6 separate regions of the Mus musculus genome follow, and regions 2, 3, 4, 5 and 6 are each linked to region 1. The links are chromatin contacts, called in public HiChIP or PLAC-seq and promoter capture Hi-C maps. All regions are on one chromosome and are shown on one strand. The core of a region is the stretch at or near the end of the contact, and the rest is flanking DNA. Distances in the headings are between cores, read along the strand shown. Region 1 holds the start of Net1 (neuroepithelial cell transforming gene 1). Region 2 has its middle 13 kb from the start of Gm35190. Region 3 has its middle 66 kb from the start of Gm35190. Region 4 overlaps Gm35190 (a long non-coding RNA gene). Region 5 holds the start of Akr1c14 (aldo-keto reductase family 1, member C14). Region 6 overlaps Gm35190 (a long non-coding RNA gene).

Region 1 (3,191 bases), core at 429-2,928:
TACTAACTGAAAGAATCTAGCTCTTTATAGAGTTACTTAATACAATGGGTTTGCCCATGCCTTGATAATGAAAGTAAGGTGTTTGCTTTTTCCTCAAAACCATTTGTCATGATTAGATTATAAGCTATATAAAAGATTAATTTAACATCCTATCAAATGACCTGGGCGTCGAGGTTCACACTGCAATCCGAGAACAGGGGGAGGCTAAGGAAGAAAGACCAGTTTTTAGGCAGAACGGTTTGGAGCCTGCTTGGTGACAATTCCTCTTCTCACCAATAGTCCTATGGATGTAAGACCACCTACAGTCCACCAGTTTCCATGGAGAACAGCTCTGGTACAGAAGTACAATATGAGTTTGTGGCCAGCGTCTCTACACAGGTAGTGAGTTCTGGGGTAACCAAGTTACACAGTGAGAACTTGTCTCAGAAACAAAACCAAAAAAACCCTGAAATCATGTCAAGTGGACCATGGGGATGTCTGAAAAGATGGAGCAGACACAGCACTGTTACTTTAACAGATTTAAAACTGACAGACAAGATTTCTGCCGAGTTTTCTGCCGAGGCCCATGATAAGTACTGATGTTCACACAGTGCCTTATATGAGGCAGACACTATCATAAACTCACTATGTAGACGTAGATTTGAACAAAGTTACATACTTTGTAACTCAATGTCTAACGTTATAATGGGAAACCATTGCATTCAGTACTTTGAGACCATTTCTCATATTTCGAAGGGCAAAAGAATGACAGAGTAGTCCAGACAAATGCCATTTCAATTTCCTATTTAATAAAAATATTATGACTCCCACAGCCTCTCTTCCAGACACAGATTTCTGAAATCAACCTAGTGTTTGCCTTTCCCAGACACATAGAAATGAAGATACAACACAGAATGTGAAAATGTGCTAATAACTGAAAAGCCAGAAAGAGTCTTTCTCTGATCTCTTCATTCCAGGAGCCTGTCCTGTTCTGGTCTGCAAAGGACATTTCATTTGAACAGCCGCTTTTAGGCTGAAAGGGTTGGTATCTGTTCAGGTGACAATTCCTCTTCTCATCACAGGGTCCACGACAGTCTTGATCTGAGCGCCTGCATCCACAACTAGTTTCTGGTAGAGAACAGCTCTGGTGCAGATGTACGGTTCCCCAGGGACGGGGTTAAAGGAGATTGTCAACAAGTCCAACGAGTCCACCCCTTCTACGCAGGGCCGAGCAGTCGCTGTGCAGCCCTCGGTGCAGCCCGCCGGGCAGCGCACTCTCCTCCCGCGGCATTTCTGCCCGGCCTTCCCCAACCTCCCCTACTGCACTGCCAGTCCTTGGTCACCCACCGTCCAGTCCATCCCGTCCTGAGTCTCCAGACTCGGTCCCCGGCTCTCACCCACCTCCCGCCACCCTCACCTCTCGTTCGCCGCCGGCCCGGGTGTGTCGGCCGGAAGCCCCGCGGCAGGTTCCTCGCTGAGCATTGAGACCCTGCGGCTTCTCCTCCGAGGTCGGGGCTGCTTCTGAGCCGCCGGCTCTGGCTCCATGTCCGGAGAAGGGGGGTTGGTGGGGCGGTGGCCCAGTGCCCAGGAGACCGATCGTGGCGGGCACAATGCCCGCCAGCTTCTGCGAGGCAGCAAGTCGCCTTCTAGCAGAGAGCGGCTACCGCCGTCATCCGGGGATTTGAAAATGGCGGCTGCCCAGAGATCGGCCAATCAGAGAGTGGGAAGCGGTTGCTAGGCTACGTGGAGTCCCGCCCTAATCAGAAGACTTCATACCAAACTTTTAGGAGCTCCAGTGACAAAGGGAAAGTGGTAAGGTGAAAGTTAGGAATTTGGGGATTTATTTTAACTACACACCTTACTCCTGAAAGGCAGTCTCTATTCACTAGAACTTTCACTTGCAGGGCAGGAAAATGGATCGGAAGCTGTTTATCATTTGTTGTTGTTTAGCGTTAGACAGGATGAAGGTATTGACCCCAAAGCAAGAGGCAGTTGGACGTATAAACACTAAGTTATACATGTGGAATATATTCCCAATTGCCAAAGACAATACTTTGTTCTCCAGGATGTCTCTAGAGAACCAGTGAAATCTAGTTATGTACTCCTGTCTTTCAGTAAGTAGGACACAGTCGCTTTACCGAATGGAAAGGGCTGCTTTCTCTGCTTGCAAGACTGCAAAACGTGCAGCATGAAACAAGGGACCCTGCTCAGGTTATTATGTGAAGATTGGTAAATAAAAACGTTCTCTGATTTTAAATATCGCTAATGGTCTTAAATGTAGTCTCTCTTGTATACAGGGAGATATTAATGATGTTGTGTATAATAGAAAAATTAAAGGCAATCTAAATGAATGACTGGGAGATGTCTAAATATAACTGATTAACTGTGAAGACTGCATTCAGCCGATAAAGAAATGGTCTTCTTCAGGGAATACCATTGGTTAGCCAATACTAACAGCTAGCCCTGAAAACATACAAATAACATCATACAGACTGAGCTGGCTGTATTTGTGTATTTAGGAACATATATGTATAACATATTGTTACATATTGACTATGTAACAATAATTAATAAAAAGAGTCCATGAATGTGAAAGATAGCAAGAAGGGGTATAGGAGAGAGTTGGGAAGGAGAAAAGAGAAGGGAGAAAATGGTGTGATTATATTATAATCTTGAAAATAAAAGAAAATTAAAAATAAGAGGTATATAGTAAAACAAAACATTGTGATTTTAACTGAAAGCATAAAATATGAAATATAGAACAATGATGGCTAGTTTTATGTCAATTTAGAAAAATTCTGTTTTAGGGTTTTACTGCTGTGAACAGACACCATGAAAGAGACAGCCCTTATAAGGACAATATTTAATTGGGGCTGGAATACAGATTCAGTCCATTATCATCAAGGCAGGAACATGGCAGCATCCAGGCAGGCATGGTACAGGAAGAGCTGAGAGTTCTATATCTTCATCTGAAGGCTGCTAGCAGAATACTGGCTTCCAGGCAGATAGAACAAGGGTATTCAAGCTCACACCCACAGTGACACACTTACTCCAACAAGGCCATGCCTCCAAACAGTGCCACTCCCTGGGCCAAGCATATTCAAACCATGACAAACCCTCTCTAATATTAGGCGGTAGGTAAGTCTATAGAACATTTTCTTAATTAGTAGTTGATGGGAAATAGGCCAGCCCATCATGGCTATACCATTCTT
Region 2 (2,892 bases), core at 303-2,802, 140 kb before region 1:
CGGAAGGGTGTGTGTTTGCTTCCCTGTTTTTAAAGTGTCTGGGTGAGGCTTGCTTAACCTGCACTTTTCTTTCCCATCCCCAGCACTAGATCAGCTGCCAGGCACAGACCTAACCTTTAAACCAAGACTCAGGGAATGCCCAGCTACAGGGGACTTCTTCTGTGGCCCCCGACTCTAGCCAATTCTCAATTTCTAAAACAGTGATTTGTGAGGTCAGGGGAATGAATCAGTCAATGAAGTACTTTTTACGAAAGCCCAAGGACCCATTTTGGATCTCTGGCACTCCTCCAAGAACGTGGGTGTGGTCCCATGGTCTTGTAGTCCTTTTACTGGGAAGGTGAAGATGGAAGGGTCTCTGGGGTTACCTGCTCAGCCAGCCTAGCCTGGGGAGCTATTGAGCTTCAGGCCAGTGAGAGACCCAGACTCAAAAACAATGTGAATGTACTTGAGGTATAACAAACAGAACTGTCTTCTGGATCGGAACATATTCACATATGCCTGGACATGCATCTATGTGAACACACATGCACACACTAAAAATACAATAAAATATTGACTCACATTACTTAAATCTCAGAAGTACTTCTAGCTATGGGATATATGATGTTGGGAAGGTATGACTAAGGATCTGGCCAAAGGCCAAACAGCTAATTACTGGCTGAGTTGGATCTAGAACTAGGTCACTTGCTTCTCTGGTCAAGCTTGAACTGGTTGTCACACACTGTCATCTCTGGTGCTGGCTGTAGATAAGTCTGTTTCTTTCTTTCAGGTCATCTATAATGTGAAAGGATTTTTGTGAAGGCCTGTTTATTCTATGAAATCATTAAGGTCACAGTGCCTCTCTAGGCAGAGATCTCTATGGGACCATGAAAGTCGTGTAGTGCCTCCTCTGTGACACAGGGCATGACAACCTTGTTTTCAGGGTTAGCCCAGTCTTATTGATTTATTCCTCCAGAAAGAATGATGAAATGGTGGCCTTAGAGAGAAATTATGTCCCTACTTCCAAACTTGGTGGTCCTGGGCTGGTAAGGAGGCTCCAAGGACAAAGACACTTGCTGTCAAAACTGATGATCTAAGTCAATCTCTGGATGGAAGGAGAGAACCAACTCCAGAACTGGTACCGATTATCTGGTCTAACCAAATCCAGAGAGCAATGACAACAAAAACAAATGAACAGAAAGATACACATGGTAGCAGCAGGCAGAGGCCTGTGTGTTGACATGGGGGTGGGCCGGTGGCTGTGGGTCCATGAGCAGGGGACTGGGTCCTCACGCAAGTGTTGCTGGGAGGCTCCAGGGATGCAACATTACCCATCAGTCCAGGCCTAGAACTTAGGCTGCTAGAGGGGGAAACAAACATCAGTTACACGTTTCTGCCCTGACTCAGCAATGACGTAGTGAAAGCTTACCAGCCTTTCTCTCTGATTCTATTTCCTTATCTCTTTAAAAACAAAACAAAGCAAAACAAAACAGAACAAAACAGGCCAAGCAGGCCCAGCCTGTATCTGCTTATAAGGGCAGATAGAACAAAAGGGAACAGAGTGATTGTGAAATATCTTTGGGGGCATTGTGTGATGTCAAGTCCGAGAGGTGGCATGATGCCTAGACTCCTTGGTAAGCATGGTTGAAGTGAGACAGGATGAAGGAAAAGGCTCGCTCTGCCCTCCACCATCAAAGGCATGCTACCACGCTGGGCACTCTGCACATAGCATTCTTTTGAAGATATGTTGTTGATCATGACTTTTCCTTTGGGAGTAAGAAAGCCCAGAGTTAAAAGTTAAAATCTTTCCTTCCTTCCTTCCTTCCTTCCTTCCTTCCTTCCTTCCTTCCTTCCTTCCTTCCTTCCTTCCTTCCTCCCTTCCTTCCCTCCCTCCCTCCCTCCCCCTCCCTCCCTCCTTCCCTCCCTCCTGTCTTTTGTAAAACACCCTGTTGAATTATCTTATAATCAATGGCCTATATTATTTTTCTCACTGCTGTGGCAAAATACTTGACAAACCCCCCAAGGAAGGAACCAAGGGTTTATTTACACAGAGTATGAAGAAGTTGGCTTACATCGAATCTGTAGTTAGGAATCAGAGAGAGATGAGCTTAGTTTTCTCCTCTTTATTCAGATTAGAACCTCAGTCTGTGGGATGACATCACCCATATTTAGGGTGAGTCGTCTTATCACATGTCCCCACAGAGGGCTTTCCCTGAAGTGGTTATAGGTCCGGTCCAGTTGACAATGTTTACCTTCAAATAGCCCAAATTAAGAGTTGACAACTCAGCCAAGAAGGCAAAGAGTTGGTCTCATAAAAGTCCATAACGTGATAAATTCCCAAGAGTGAAAGCACACTGGAACCATCACGGGACATGTGACAGTGAGTGGCATCATCACCCCAAGGAGACCCCTCAACTGTCTTTGCTGCCTTTCTTGCTCCTTCTCCCACTCCTATACTCAGTTAATCACTGCTGATGTTACTTTAAAGATTTTTTTCTTCAAACTCTAGGGAAATGGAGGCAAAAGGACGACACATTTCTGGTCAGTATGAGCTACATATGGAGATCATTTCAGAAACCAGAAAAGGCAAATCTGCTGGTGGGAGGGCACGCCATGCAGTGAAGAGGAGACTAGACTATGCTGCATAGCAAAACCCTGTCTCAAACAACAACAGCAGCAACAGCCAGCTACCTCCAATAAAAAGAAAAAAAAGTAAATAAAGATTGTTCCAGTCTTCAGATTTTGTGTCTCTGTTTTGGTACAGGGTCTCATGCAGGTCAGGTTAGATTCAAACTTAATGTGTAGCAGAGGATGACCTGGAATGTTCGATTATAGGCATGTCCCACTATACCTGGTTTGATGTGGTGATGAGTTTAGGGTTCAGAGCTTCATGCATGCTTGTTTACCCATCTA
Region 3 (3,053 bases), core at 11-2,510, 220 kb before region 1:
GCTTTAGATATCAAAAGCTAGGAAAACATGGAGGCTATTTCCACTTGCTGCCTCCCTTGGGATTGAATGAGTTGATTGATAATGAGCGTGCCTGACAATCACCAAAGTACCCCATAAAGGCTACTTACTGTTCATATTCCGCTTATTTCTAATTAAGGCTTTTGAGATACGACAGGGCCCCTTTCAGTGACTGTCTGAAGCTGTCTGTCAGCACTCCTGGGAAGACACAGAAGCATCCTCCTATACCTACCTCCTCCTTAGGAGCTCTGAGGTTGCATAATAGGTTGGTGGTAGATTCCTTGTGGAGTCTCAGTGTGAGAGTGTCTTTTGAAGAAGAGCCCTTGAGTTTAAGATTCTTGGCTTTATATAAATTGTTTAGCTTTTGCTCAGACCCCCTTTCCTCTGGGATGGGCACATAGGCTTTCTTCCCTTAGCTTCCGTTCTCCTCCAGTGACTTATTCCTTGCCCCAAGAGTTTTCAATGGCATTACATAGTATATGTCCTTCCTTATCTAGAACTTGGTTCTCTCTCGGGAGCTCTCTGTCATTTCCGTGGGATACATGGACCATGATAAGCACACATTGTGGACTGTCAGACATGGAATGATGTGTGTGAAATTGAGTAGCTTGCAGGTAGTGTATGGTTGTGTGTGTGTGTACATTGATGGCCCTCTATCGACATGCATTTCACAGACAGAAAGGCACAGCATAGAAGATTCTTCTTTCTCTTTTTTAAGGTTATAAGGCCTTTGAGAAGTAAGTCTAGAAGACATATGTTATCTGAACACCTAAGTTTTTTTGATGGTAAACTCTCTCTCTTTCTACACACACACACACACACACACACACACACACACACATATTTAATGTGTGATGTAATGGTTGACTGTGTAGCTTGGACAAAGCTACTTTTGCACTATGCACCATGCTGATGTGTTCTTGTATAGGGGATGAGAAGTATGATCAACGTCCCCTGCACCCTACAGCTAGACACTGAGCTATGGTGAGTCTGGGTAGCATAATTCTCCAATTCCGCTGGAGCTGAAATTAGAGCTCGATGTATTTTTTATAAAGAATAGGATTAGGACTCAGCTCCAGCCTGGGCTTCCTGTACAAGCCTCAGTACTTGTGAGTCAAGAAAGCCATCGTACATAACAACTCAGAAAAAACAAAGCACACCAACCCCTGGGTTGTCTGGTCAGGAGCAGACTTATAGGAGGTGAGTTAGAGGTGAGTCAAGAGCCTTCAAAGGAGGAAGTGACTTGTCAGGGTAAATTTCCTGGCAAGTGAGCCTGTCAATCATTAGCAGAAATCCAAAGAGCAAGAAAGGACTTTGCAAATTCCCAGTTGCAACTTCCTCTTCTCTACAGGCTCCATAGAACGATCAACGCCTGTGAGCTACCTCCAGAAGGCTCAAATGTACTTGTACAGTGTTAAGCCATCCTGTACGGCTCAGGAATTTCATGCAGCACTGAAGTCTGTATCTCACATGCTGTTAGGGTTCCCTGTTCTACAGTATCACCAGTTAAGTCTTTTCTCCTTAAGGGGGTCTGTCATGAAGACTGGTATTGCAGTGGAGGGGCTGGAGTTCTTACAGTATCATTAAATTGCTTCCACAGTGTTTTCACGAAGTTGTTTAGAACCCAAATTCGGTTCTTCTCCCAACGGTGCTTGTGATCTCATTTATGGTTATCATTGATCTTAAATTCTGGGGAGACCCGGCCCTTTCTAACTAGAGTTCGGGGATTATACAGCATCCTCTTCTACTCAGGTAAAATGATTTCCTGCTTCCTTCTCCTGAAAGCTTGAATTATAACTGCCCACTATCACAGTCAGTTTATGTGATGTTGGGGATTGGCAGGCACTCTACTGTGTAAATCCCAGATCCCAAACTTTATATTCTGATGATTCTATTTCTATACTTCATAAAAGTGCCAAGAATTTCTCAGAGTTAGAGACTAATGGGAAGTCAGATAACCACTGACCTGACCTTCAAACCAAGGCTGAATATGGATTCAACATTTAAGAGCACAGAACCAATTCAGGGAAGAATAAGCAAACTATGCTTGGGTGGTCCAACGTGTTGTATAAACCTTTCTGTGAGTAGCTAAGGCAATATGTCTCCTCCAGAAGCCAATAACCCTCTTGCAATCAGCCCAGAGAAATACAATTTAGCTGAAGCACAAGTCTTCAAAACAGTAAGTTATGAATATGTTCAAGAACCCCTAAGAGGATGTGAATAAACTCCCTGATGAAGACTGCAAACACGAACAGATGAAAGAATGAAAACACTTCAAGACATGAAAATAGAAATAGAAACACTTAAAAAACTGAAATAAAACTGGAAAGGAGAAGCGTACCATGTCAAACAAAACCCCAGAAGTAAGCCTCACCAATGAATTACAAGATGTGGAAGAAATAAATTTCAGACCTTGAAGACAAGGTAGAAGAAATGGATAGCTCAGTCAAAGAAAATGCCAACTTTAAGAAAACTTCAGGCACAAAGCATCCAGCAAATCTGGGATACCAAGAGGACCAAACCTGTGAATAATAGGGAAAAAGGAAGGAGAAGAAACCCAGCACAACAGTACAGAAAATATTTTTCATAAAATTATAAAAGAAAATTTATACATAGTAAGGTATAAGAAGCATACAAACACCAAATACACAAGATCAGAAAAAAGTCTCCTTGGCATATACTTATCAAAACATTAAATGTACAGAACAAAGAAAGAATATTAAAAGATGCAAGAGAAGATTACAAGTAAGATATAAAGGCAGACATAATAGCATTACACCTGACTTCTCAGTGGAGACTTTGAAAGCCAGAAGGGTCTGGATCAATATTCTACAAATTCTGAGGGACCATGGATACCAGATCAGACTAAAACAACCAGCAAAATAATCACAATTAAAAGAGAAAGAAAAACATTCAATGAGTAACCAAATTTAAGCAATTTATGTCTATCACCTCAGTTTCAGAGAAGGTGCTAAAAGGAAAACTTTTTTTTTTTGAAGTGGTTGGCCACACCCAAGAAGTCACAAGGAATGAAT
Region 4 (2,949 bases), core at 417-2,916, 170 kb before region 1:
CACACTTGCTGTGATCCAGGCCTGATGCTAGGCATGGGCCCTCTAAAAGGTAAAGGCAGTTGCTGGGCCTAGTGCTGTTACAGGCTTATAAATTTAGCTAATGAAGAGACTGATAGAGGAGAATCCCAAGTTTAAGGTCTGCTGGGACTACAAAGTGAGACACTGTCTTTAAAATTAAAGAAATGAGTAAACAAATACCTAAAAAAAATCTGGAAATACAGGGCAGTGATAGGATGTTTGTCTGACATGTGCAAGATTCCTGGGTTCAATTCTCAGCACAGGAAAATAAAAATAAAAAGTGAGGCAGAAATCTGAGGGATCAACAAGAAGTGAGGGTATTGGCAAGGCTAGGGGTAAGAAAGCAGTGCTCAAGGCTCTGGGTGTGTTGATGTGCTTCTAAGACAGCTCTCTAGGCCTCCTTATGACCTGCTGTAAGCAGACCCTAGAAGGCCACACTCAGATCTGGACTCCTTCTAGCCTGTGTTTCTGGTTCTGTTATATGTGATACACACATCGAGGTGAGCCAAACTTGGTCTCGTGTCACTGTGTCCTGTCCAGGGCACTCAGTGGTAGTGGGAGGAAGTATGCCCCAGTGGCTTCAAAGTGGGGACACACCCTTTCCTCCAAGCCCAGCCAGCTGTGTGATGCTGCCATGTGACATAGCACTGGGCACACCATGTCAGAGCTCGATGTAGGAACAATGTGACCTCCCTTCCCTTGGACCTTTGTGTCCATGGCAGGGAACAACCTCTCTCAAAGGTGGCCCTTGTCCTGTAAAGCTTGACTGCCTATGTGCCATGTCATGCCCCTCCTTGGAGCCTTTCTTCTTACTGTGGCTCCCAGATAGGGCTCTGTTGTTCATCTGACTCTTTCCAGCCTCCACCCCCACCTCCCCTGGGCTCTTGGCTGAGATTCCACACTTGGCTTATCTTCAGATGGATATATGGGCCTCTTAAAAACACCTGCTTCTGTTCACATTTTAATGAAGGTTCAGGATGAAGCCTGGAAGTCTGTTTGCCTGGAGGTTTCTCTGGAGATTTCAGCAACAACCCAGACTCAAACCCAGTACCGTACAGTACAACCCTATCCTGGGACCCTGTATCTGTTTTCTAGGGCTACACTTCTCTGGTGATAATTTTAAAGGCTAGGTATTCTCTACATAGCAAAGGAAAAACTTGAGTTTTTGGTAGTCCTGCCATGACCATCCAAGTGCTAAGATCACAGGAGTGTGCCACCATACCCAGTTTATGCAGGCCTGGGGATCAGAACCCAGGCCTCCTACACTCCAGGCAGGCACTCTACCAACTGAACTACATATCAAGTCCTAACTTGAATTTGAATGCAGGCTTCATGAGTGTGTGTGTGTGTGTGTGTGTGTGTGTGTGTGTGTAAAACTATTAACCTTCACATGTTTTCTTAAGCAAGATTATTACCAGGTTTAAAGAAGATAATAGATATAGAATGCTCAGAAAAAGACCCATGTGTACTCAAAGCTCAAGAAATGTTAGCCACTGTGATGATTAGATTGTTGTCCCAAGAATGTGGAATTACAAGGATTTGGGACCGTTTGTACTGGTGGTCAAGATGTGGAGTTCAGAACACAGGGCTCTGTGGAGAAAAACACATTTGTGGTTGAGGTCACAAGCCAGGGACTGAGGCCACAAGCCTGGGATCCAGGCCAGGTCCTGGCAGCAGCCACTCACTTGCTGAGTGACCTGAGCAATGCATTTGACCCCTCAGGGCTCCCATTTCCTCCTCTGCACAACCAAGATTAAGTCCTTTCTTGTTTACTTCACACTTGGTTGCAAGAATAGAACCAAGAGGGTAATGGTTCTCCTTATCTTGCCTTTGCTATAACCCAAGGTGGCCAGGGGAGACATGCCCAGGCAGGAGTGAGCATGGACCTGTACTTCTGGAGTGCTCTTAAAGGAGACTCAAGAATGTTCATATGAAGAGAGTTGGGGGAAAAGGGCAACCACCACGAGGGCTGATCACTCTTCATTCTTTCTTCAGCCCCTTCCTTTCTGAAATTTTGCATTATTATGATTTCTCTCCCCTTCTTCCTCATCCTCCCCCCTCCTCTTCACTAAGGTTCATATGTGGCTCAGACTGGCCTCAAATTTGCTATGTAACTGAGGATAACCTTCAACTCTGGATCCTTTTGCCTGCACCTCTAAAGTGTTGAGATTACAGGTACATGCCACTGTGCTGGGTATATATGGTGATGGAGATCAAGCCTAGAGGTCCTGAATGCTGGGCAAACACTTCACTGAGTGAACTACATTCCTCAACTCATTTTTCACACACTGGGGTTTTTTTTCTGTTTAAACTTGGTATTTTACTGTTTCTATTGCTCTGACAAAACACCATGACCGAAGGGCAAGTTGGAAAGGAAAGGGCTTATTAAGCTTATACTTCCACATTGTTGTTCGTCACTAAAGGAAATCAGGACAGGAACTCAAAAGGGGCTGAATTCTGTAGGCAGGAGGTGATGCAGAGGCAGACCATGGATAGGTGCTAGTTACTGACTTGCTTTCCATGGCTTGCTCAGCCTGCTTTCTTATAGAACCCAGGACCACCACCCACCATGGCCTGGGCCCTCCCCTATTGATCACTAATTGAGAGGATGCCTTACAGCTGGATCTCATGGAGGTGTTTTTTCAACTGAGGCTTCTTACTCTTTGATGACTCCTAACTTGTGTCAAGTTGACACACAAAAGTTGTCACTACACTTAGTTAGAGTTCATATAAACACATCCCAAGGAACCCTCTGAGAGTCACAGAAGTGATGGAATGGGGCACATTTTGCAGGGGCTGAGGATCTGCTTGAGGAGAGGGAGGCAAAACAAGAAAAAGTGGGCTTTTCTGTACAATCCTACTTGATTTCAAATATGATTAAGTACATAAAATCTACTGTATAAACAACCAATGACATGACTCTGTAGTATA
Region 5 (3,222 bases), core at 547-3,046, 140 kb after region 1:
TGACACACCTACTCCAACAGGGACACACCTACTCCAACAGGAACACACCTACTCCAACAGGGCCTTCTCCAACACCTTCTAATAGTGCCACTCCCTGGGGCACTATTATACTATACTTCCACTATAGTATTCATCGGGGCGTCTTAAAAGTGCTATTCACCATGTCCAAGATATGGAATCAGTCTAGGTGCCAATCAATGGAGAAATGGGTAAAGCCATGTGTGGTATCTATTTAAGATAGTGTTTTGCTGTGGATGGCTCTGTGCTGCTTGTATTTTATGTTAATTCTGCTCTCCTGGGAGAGGCTGCCTGGAATGAGGAATGAGTCTCAAGCTCAGGTGGCTTCTTGTGAACCAGTCTCCTAATGAATAAAGGAGCCAATCACTGGGCAAGTAGGAGGGACTTCTGGGTTGGATGGACAAAAATAGGTGGCAGGAGAGAGTTAGACCCTCTTTGGAATGGGACAGCAGACAGGTAAGATGTAGTTGCTAGAGTTTCTGGTATCATGGCAAATTTGCAAGGAATTGGATTTTTTAAAAAAAAAATGTATTTATTATTATAAATAAGTACAGTGTAGCTGTCTTCAGGTGCACCAGAAGAGGGCATCAGATCTCGTTACAGGTGGTTGTGAGCCACCATGTGGTTGCTGTGATTTTAACACTGAGCCTTCTGAAGAACAGTCAGTGCTCTTATCTCAGCCAGTAATTGGATTTTACTTTTTTTTTTTTTTTTTTTTTTTTTTTTAGTTTTTCGAGACAGGGTTTCTCTGTGTAGCCTTGGCTGTCCTGGAACTCACTCTGTAAACCAGGCTGGCTAGTTTACAAGATTAGGTTTTAGTTGTTGCACCCAGAGATTGAGTTACCATTGTTTCTGAACTGAGTTTGTGTTGCGTTTTCCTTCACTCGGTGGCTCATATGGGTTCAAGAAAGGTATGGTGGCAAAGCATGGGATTGCCAGATGTGCACCACAAAGGCATGGGGGATTTGAAGCACGGGGTTGGCGTGGTAGCAACTGCCAGTGGGAACCCGAGAGCTGGGTGGAGAGATTGTGGAGTTTTGAGTCAGTCTCCACAAGATAGAAACAGGCTGGCTGTTGCCCACCAGTGCATGGTCAGCCAGGCCGCTGGGGCAGAGGCACAAGAGTAGGAACGTGCCAGTTCATTTTTTAAATATTTCCTGCAACAGAGCTTTATTTAGGACAGACAAAATCATATCATTTGCACCAAAACGAATGGACTAGGTGAAAATCATCTTGTTAAACATAAAATCCCCAACTCAGAAAGGCAAATAGCTTGTGTGTTCCCCACAGATGGTGTTTGGTTTTTGAAAAAAGACATAAAAGGAGAAGAGACTATTTAGGGGGCCAGAGAGGGAACAGGAGGGGCAGTGGGTAAGCTTGATCAAGAAACATTGTGTCTGGGTGGAAATGTCACAATGAGACTTTTACTGTTTAGAAAGTAAAGAAGAGATACTCTTTTCAAATGAAAACCAGAGCCCAGTAGCTGAAGTTACTTTCTAGGTAACCTGTGATTGATTGCTGTCCATCAGTTTCCCCTTAACAATTTACACAATTAAGCATGGACTGTGAACAGAACCTTTTCTTCTACAAGAAATTCATGGTTTCATTTTCATGCTTTCTTGATTTATTGGAGTTCACTCTCATACACATGCAGACAGCCTCCAGTTTTTGTCTCTGGACTATTGCTTTAAGCTGGCTCCTCCCACATGCCATTGTTTAACTTTCCAGGAGATATTTAAGGAGCTGTAGCAATTTTCCTGGCGTTTATCCTGTGAAAACAGAAGTCTCAAGACCTGCGTGGTTGCATGAGTAACAAGCTATGAATTCTGTATCCCCACGTGTGGTACTAAACGATGGTCACTTCATCCCTGCACTGGGGTTTGGAACCACTGTGCCCGATAAGGTAAGAGTTGTGTCTTGGGCTTAAGAGTTTATAGGAGAAGAGATCAAGGATGTGCTTTTAGATTTGCTCCTGTTTGCTTCAGGCTCACATTAGACATCAGGTCTGCAGATTACAGCTATTCATGTGTAATAGAGGAGTCAGACTTGTTACTGTTCCTTGGAGACTTATCATGTGGACAATATTGTTTATTCTGGGCTCTGCTCTGTTTCTCCTTTAGTTTCAGTCTATTTTACAGTAAATGAAAACCAATCAGTACTACTGCTGTGCTTTGAATTGATTACAAAAGGATTAGTGACATGGATTTTTTTTTCTTTCTGTGCTTCAAATAACTATTCCTCTCAGAAGCCAGAAAACAAATTTGTAGTAGAACTTATTGGAGTTTATGACAAATGATCAGACAAAGAGCAGAGTCTGAGTCCACAGCACAAACTTCAGACCTGCACTGAAGTAGAATTTCTTTCCTACTTTCACTTTAGAAGCATTTACCTAAAAAGAAAATAGAACACTATTTTTGGGGTTAATTATAATTTAACAAAGCAACTCTAAATCCTTGCTCCATGATCCCATTCATGACATTTGAATCAAAATACAACAGGAGGTTTTCCTGGGGAAATGTTTTCATTCTGATCTCATCCTCTGGTTACTTACTCAGTGCGTGGCAAAGACTGGCACTGCAAGCTTAAGTCGCAATTTTCTCATGCAGAAGACATGATCATAGAGATACTTTGACCTCTTCTGATAAGAATTTTTACTTAGCATGCATGCTTGAAAGAGAGGTAAGGAGCAAAGATATCACAGCAGCTCTAGTTTCAGTAAATCTGTAGGAGTCAGTACAGTTTAGAGAAGGGCAGGGCTGCGTTGTGTAAACTGGAACTCAGTGTTTGAGCTCAGTGGTTAAGAGCACTGGCTCCTGTGGCAGAGGAACTAGGTTCAAGTCCTGGCACCCTCATGGTGGCTTACAACTGTCTGTAATTCCAGGTCCAGGAGATTCAAAATCCTCTTCTTGTCTCTGCTGACACCAGGCAACATAGACATGCAGGCTGGCAAAACACTTAAGATAAAATAGTGTTTTTAAATGGAAAACTAAATTATACTATTTTACGTAGATTGAATACATTAGAGAAAACAATTCCTGAAACATTTTGTCGGGCCTTTGATGAATTGAGTCTGATTGGTCCCTGGGCTCACAGGGCAGAAGAGAAAAGGTACACACAGGACTTCCTTAGATATTCAGATCACACACAAAAACATGCTCTCTCTCTCTCTCTCTCTCTCTCTCTCATGTGCATGTGCACAAATAA
Region 6 (3,120 bases), core at 171-2,670, 190 kb before region 1:
CTCACTTAAGACAATTTCCACTTAGCCAGGTTCTCCTATGGTAGTCTCAGTCCATTTTCCTAACTTGATAAGGTGGGGATTTTGTTTCTTAAATATCGGTAGCGTTATCTGAAGTAGATTCACTCTCCATTTAGGCCATCTCCAAATGAGGTCATCTCTGGATGGGATCATCTCTGGATGGGGTCATTTACAGATGGGTCATCTACACACGGGGTCATCATCTATAGATGGGGTCATCTACAGACAGGGTCATCTCCGGATGAGGTCATCTATAGATCTGATCAGAGTGATTTCATTCTAGTCACTAAAAAAGTGAAAGAATGTAACGACTAAATGGTGAGCTCTGGGCCTGGGGAGGTAGGTGACTTAGTAAAGCACCAGACATGCTAGCATGGAGGCCAAGTTCAGATCACCAGCATCCACAGAGAAGTCAGGAGTGGTCCATGAATCTGTAACCCCAGCACTTAGAAGACAGAGACAAGAGGATCTCTGGAGCTTGTTGGCTAGCCTTAGCCTGACTAACTCAGTGAATTCCATGTTTAGTGAGAGACCTTGTCTCCAATCAGTGAGAGACCTTGTCTCAAAAAAAAAAAAATTGAGGAAGATAGAAATGTTGACCTCTGTTCACATGTGTATATACATGAAGACACACAGACATGCACCACAGACATACACACAGGCACACACAGACACATAGGCACACATACAGAAACAAACACACACAGATATACATAGATATACACAGACACACACAGACACACACATTGACACAGACACACACACACACACACACACACACAGACACACACACACACACACACACACACACACACACACACACACAAGGTGAGGAAAGGGATGGCCACAGACTTTAGTCTTTGTTATGTAATCCCACAGACACAGCACCATGTAACTATCATCACCCTTTCCCAGGAAGGTTGTGACAGAGAGTTTCTATATTGAGTCACACTGCCATCAGCTTCTGTGTCCCCCTCCCCACCTCTCCTCCCAAATCTTGCTCCCTCCCCTTCTTTTATGAGCTGCGGGGAGTGTCCTCAGAACAGGTCCTGAAACCAGAGCTGTTTGGCCAGCATTCCACCCATTGTCCTCAGCACTGGCAGAGCAGAAAAAACCTGCCTGAGATTCTCATTACAGTGCCTGCTTCGGGAGGCCAAGAGCCAGCTGCAGTAGTTTCCAGGGCAACCAACATTGTAGAAAAAGGTCACAAAAAAAAGCCTAGAGGCTCTTGACCCGGCCTTTAAGAGTCAAGGAGTTGAAGGGAGGGCCAGAGATTGTTGTGAGCAAAGGTGGCTGTTCAGTAGTGATTGTTCCAAATGTCAGCTGAGAATCAGAGCTGCACCCTCTAGGCCTGGCAGCTCCCCAGCATAGCGTCCCTGCTGTAGATCACTGGCTTGATCCTCTGTGTGTCTCCATCACCAGGGGTCCCCTTGGTCCTGCAAAGTCCTTTGTATTTTGTGTGTTATGTACTGACACTCTGCTAACTAATTGTATTTCAATTGCTCACCCCTTTCTCCCAGCCTCTGTTGGAATTTCTTTTCTTATCCTTTCCCAAACGTGAGGAAATTAGTGTCTGAGGGCTCAATAAACTACCGTATAATGAAAAGAAACTCTGAGGTAGTTTTGATGGCAGATCCATCAGTTAAGAAGCAGAGGCAAGCTTGTCCTCTCCTGACCACTGTAGTGAGTCACTGAGCAACTTTTGCTGCGACCTTAACTTTCCTGGCAGGTGTAAAGACATTCTGAAAAAGACTGGCAGACTTCTGAAACAGCAGTCCCCAAGGAACTAGAATTTCCCCTAGTAAATTTCCTGGGATCTTATGGTAAGAGAGGGAAAGGTAGAAGCTTGGTGGCAACCAGAAGAGGAGCTTGTCTCTCAGAAACAGATTTGACTTGGTTCCATCCTGAGCGAAAGCCTGGAGCTGAGACACTGATGGGTCAGAGACAGATGATACCACAAATGGACTAGGATTGCGTATGCAGCCTTCTTACCCTCTATTTAAACCTAAACCTCATCTCAGGATTCTAAAGGTGGACTCAAGGGTACCATTCAAGCCTCTCCTTGTTTGTCTGCTTAATTAGCAAATTGGAGATAGGTGGACAAGCTAGCTTGTTTGGGCAGCCAAGGCTCATGATCTGACTTTAGTAATTCTGGTGAATCAGAGCAGGGATTAATTTCTTTCAAAGGTGTTGAAATTCATGGTTAAGCTTAACTTTTCTCCATGTTGTTTTATTCAAGCTCCATCTAGCAGCTCAAGAAGCCGGCCATAGCGCTGACCCTTGCTACTGCTCTTCGAGAGGAAGTTCTTTCTTCCTTTAGATTCTTTCTGCTTTTAGATACTCCAGTAACTTACTTGCCTGAGCTTAAGGCATGCCTTCTTGGAAGCAGTGTGTCTTATTCCTACCCAATCTGTAAGCATGTTTCTAACCTGTTAAAGTAGCAATATCCCAACTCTAACTTTCCTTAAATGTCCTAATTAAGACATGACTTAGAAACATGTGTTTAGAATATAATATTCTAAACCTCAGCTTAGAGACACTGGATAAAACTGAGCAGAAGCCAGGCGTGGAAGGTAGCACACACCTTTAATCCCAGAACTTGGGAGGCAGAGGCAGGTGGATTTCTGAGTTCGAGGCCAGCCTGGTCTACAGAGTGAGTTCCAGGACAGCCAGGGCTACACAGAGAAACCCTGTCTCAAAAAACCAAAAATCAAACAAACAAACAAAAAAAACCAAACCAAACCAACCAACCAAAACAAAACAAAAAACAGAACTGAGCAGATTAGGATCTGATTTGGAAAAGCTGCCTGAAGCAATGAGTATATATGGGGCAGTTGGTACAAGGACTACCTTCTTGTCTTGGGTTTAAGTCCTTATCATTCTATCTGGCCTCAAGACGAGCACTCTTTACCTGTGGTGTGGACTGACTTTCAAGAGCTCTATCAACCTGCTCATGAACTTCCCCAGCTAAGGAGATCTTGGAGATCCCACGACTGGACTCAGGCTGATTCCATGGGCTCTGCTTGCTTTGTTCCTTCTCCAATGCACCAAGAGGCTAGTACGTTTCTGTAGCCAGTGGTACTAAGGGCTAACTGAACTCGA

Evidence for each region. Promoter capture Hi-C pulls out the DNA fragments that hold promoters and counts their contacts. HiChIP or PLAC-seq counts read pairs in DNA pulled down with a chosen protein or histone mark. Capture Hi-C pulls out chosen DNA fragments and counts their contacts.
Region 2: a contact with region 1 is called in a promoter capture Hi-C map of hematopoietic stem and progenitor cells. The contact joins the enhancer-like site here to the promoter of Net1 in region 1. A contact is called at or near these places in 5 of 39 promoter capture datasets (the HPC-7 cell line, embryonic stem cells, hematopoietic stem and progenitor cells and 2 more), 1 of 484 Hi-C or Micro-C datasets (uterus), 5 of 115 datasets of contacts at active chromatin or transcription factors (bone marrow-derived macrophages, effector CD8 T cells, embryonic stem cells and 2 more) and 2 of 9 other capture datasets (adipose tissue and liver).
Region 3: a FOXA1 HiChIP or PLAC-seq map of pancreatic cancer cells shows a contact between it and region 1. The contact joins the enhancer-like site here to the promoter of Net1 in region 1. A contact is called at or near these places in 11 of 39 promoter capture datasets (the C10 cell line, the HPC-7 cell line, cranial neural crest and 7 more), 1 of 15 datasets of contacts at CTCF or cohesin (the NIH/3T3 cell line), 1 of 484 Hi-C or Micro-C datasets (cardiomyocytes), 16 of 115 datasets of contacts at active chromatin or transcription factors (astrocytes, bone marrow-derived macrophages, craniofacial prominence and 8 more) and 3 of 9 other capture datasets (adipose tissue, liver and pancreatic islet).
Region 4: a contact with region 1 is called in a promoter capture Hi-C map of hematopoietic stem and progenitor cells. The contact joins the enhancer-like site here to the promoter of Net1 in region 1. A contact is called at or near these places in 9 of 39 promoter capture datasets (3T3-L1-derived adipocytes, the HPC-7 cell line, cranial neural crest and 6 more), 2 of 484 Hi-C or Micro-C datasets (embryonic stem cells and nephron progenitors), 10 of 115 datasets of contacts at active chromatin or transcription factors (acute myeloid leukemia, differentiating embryonic stem cells, embryonic limb bud and 5 more) and 3 of 9 other capture datasets (adipose tissue, embryonic stem cells and liver).
Region 5: a promoter capture Hi-C map of pancreatic islet shows a contact between it and region 1. The contact joins the promoter of Akr1c14 here to the promoter of Net1 in region 1. A contact is called at or near these places in 1 of 484 Hi-C or Micro-C datasets (liver) and 1 of 9 other capture datasets (pancreatic islet).
Region 6: an H3K4me3 HiChIP or PLAC-seq map of embryonic limb bud shows a contact between it and region 1, with 3 times the contacts expected there. The contact joins the enhancer-like site here to the promoter of Net1 in region 1. A contact is called at or near these places in 12 of 39 promoter capture datasets (the C10 cell line, the HPC-7 cell line, cranial neural crest and 8 more), 1 of 484 Hi-C or Micro-C datasets (bone marrow-derived macrophages), 6 of 115 datasets of contacts at active chromatin or transcription factors (bone marrow-derived macrophages, embryonic limb bud, embryonic stem cells and 1 more) and 2 of 9 other capture datasets (adipose tissue and pancreatic islet).

Annotation. Positions count from the first base shown.
Region 1 is chr13:3,916,542-3,919,732 of GRCm38.p6, forward strand. It overlaps Net1 (neuroepithelial cell transforming gene 1), which reads right to left and starts at 1,679. Exons shown (of 12, transcript NM_019671.3): 1 at 1,397-1,679. The coding sequence starts at 1,524.
Region 2 is chr13:3,778,504-3,781,395 of GRCm38.p6, forward strand. No RefSeq gene overlaps it. Among named protein-coding and RNA genes, the nearest start is that of Gm35190, 13 kb to the left of the region's middle. Within about 2 kb of position 1,553, at least 44 of the 459 cell types and tissues checked have an H3K27ac peak or open chromatin away from gene starts, as enhancers often do. A contact at or near this core is called in adipose tissue, bone marrow-derived macrophages, hematopoietic stem and progenitor cells and 2 more, where this site is marked.
Region 3 is chr13:3,699,636-3,702,688 of GRCm38.p6, forward strand. No RefSeq gene overlaps it. Among named protein-coding and RNA genes, the nearest start is that of Gm35190, 66 kb to the right of the region's middle. Within about 2 kb of position 1,261, at least 29 of the 459 cell types and tissues checked have an H3K27ac peak or open chromatin away from gene starts, as enhancers often do. A contact at or near this core is called in pancreatic cancer cells and trophoblast stem cells, where this site is marked.
Region 4 is chr13:3,749,200-3,752,148 of GRCm38.p6, forward strand. The region is part of intron 3 of Gm35190 (a long non-coding RNA gene); the gene reads right to left. Among named protein-coding and RNA genes, the nearest start is that of Gm35190, 17 kb to the right of the region's middle. Within about 2 kb of position 1,667, at least 97 of the 459 cell types and tissues checked have an H3K27ac peak or open chromatin away from gene starts, as enhancers often do. A contact at or near this core is called in adipose tissue, hematopoietic stem and progenitor cells, intestinal villus epithelium and 1 more, where this site is marked.
Region 5 is chr13:4,057,795-4,061,016 of GRCm38.p6, forward strand. Akr1c14 (aldo-keto reductase family 1, member C14) reads left to right here and starts at 1,797. Exons shown (of 9, transcript NM_134072.2): 1 at 1,797-1,921. The coding sequence starts at 1,838.
Region 6 is chr13:3,729,426-3,732,545 of GRCm38.p6, forward strand. The region is part of intron 3 of Gm35190 (a long non-coding RNA gene); the gene reads right to left. Among named protein-coding and RNA genes, the nearest start is that of Gm35190, 36 kb to the right of the region's middle. Within about 2 kb of position 1,421, at least 87 of the 459 cell types and tissues checked have an H3K27ac peak or open chromatin away from gene starts, as enhancers often do. A contact at or near this core is called in adipose tissue and embryonic limb bud, where this site is marked.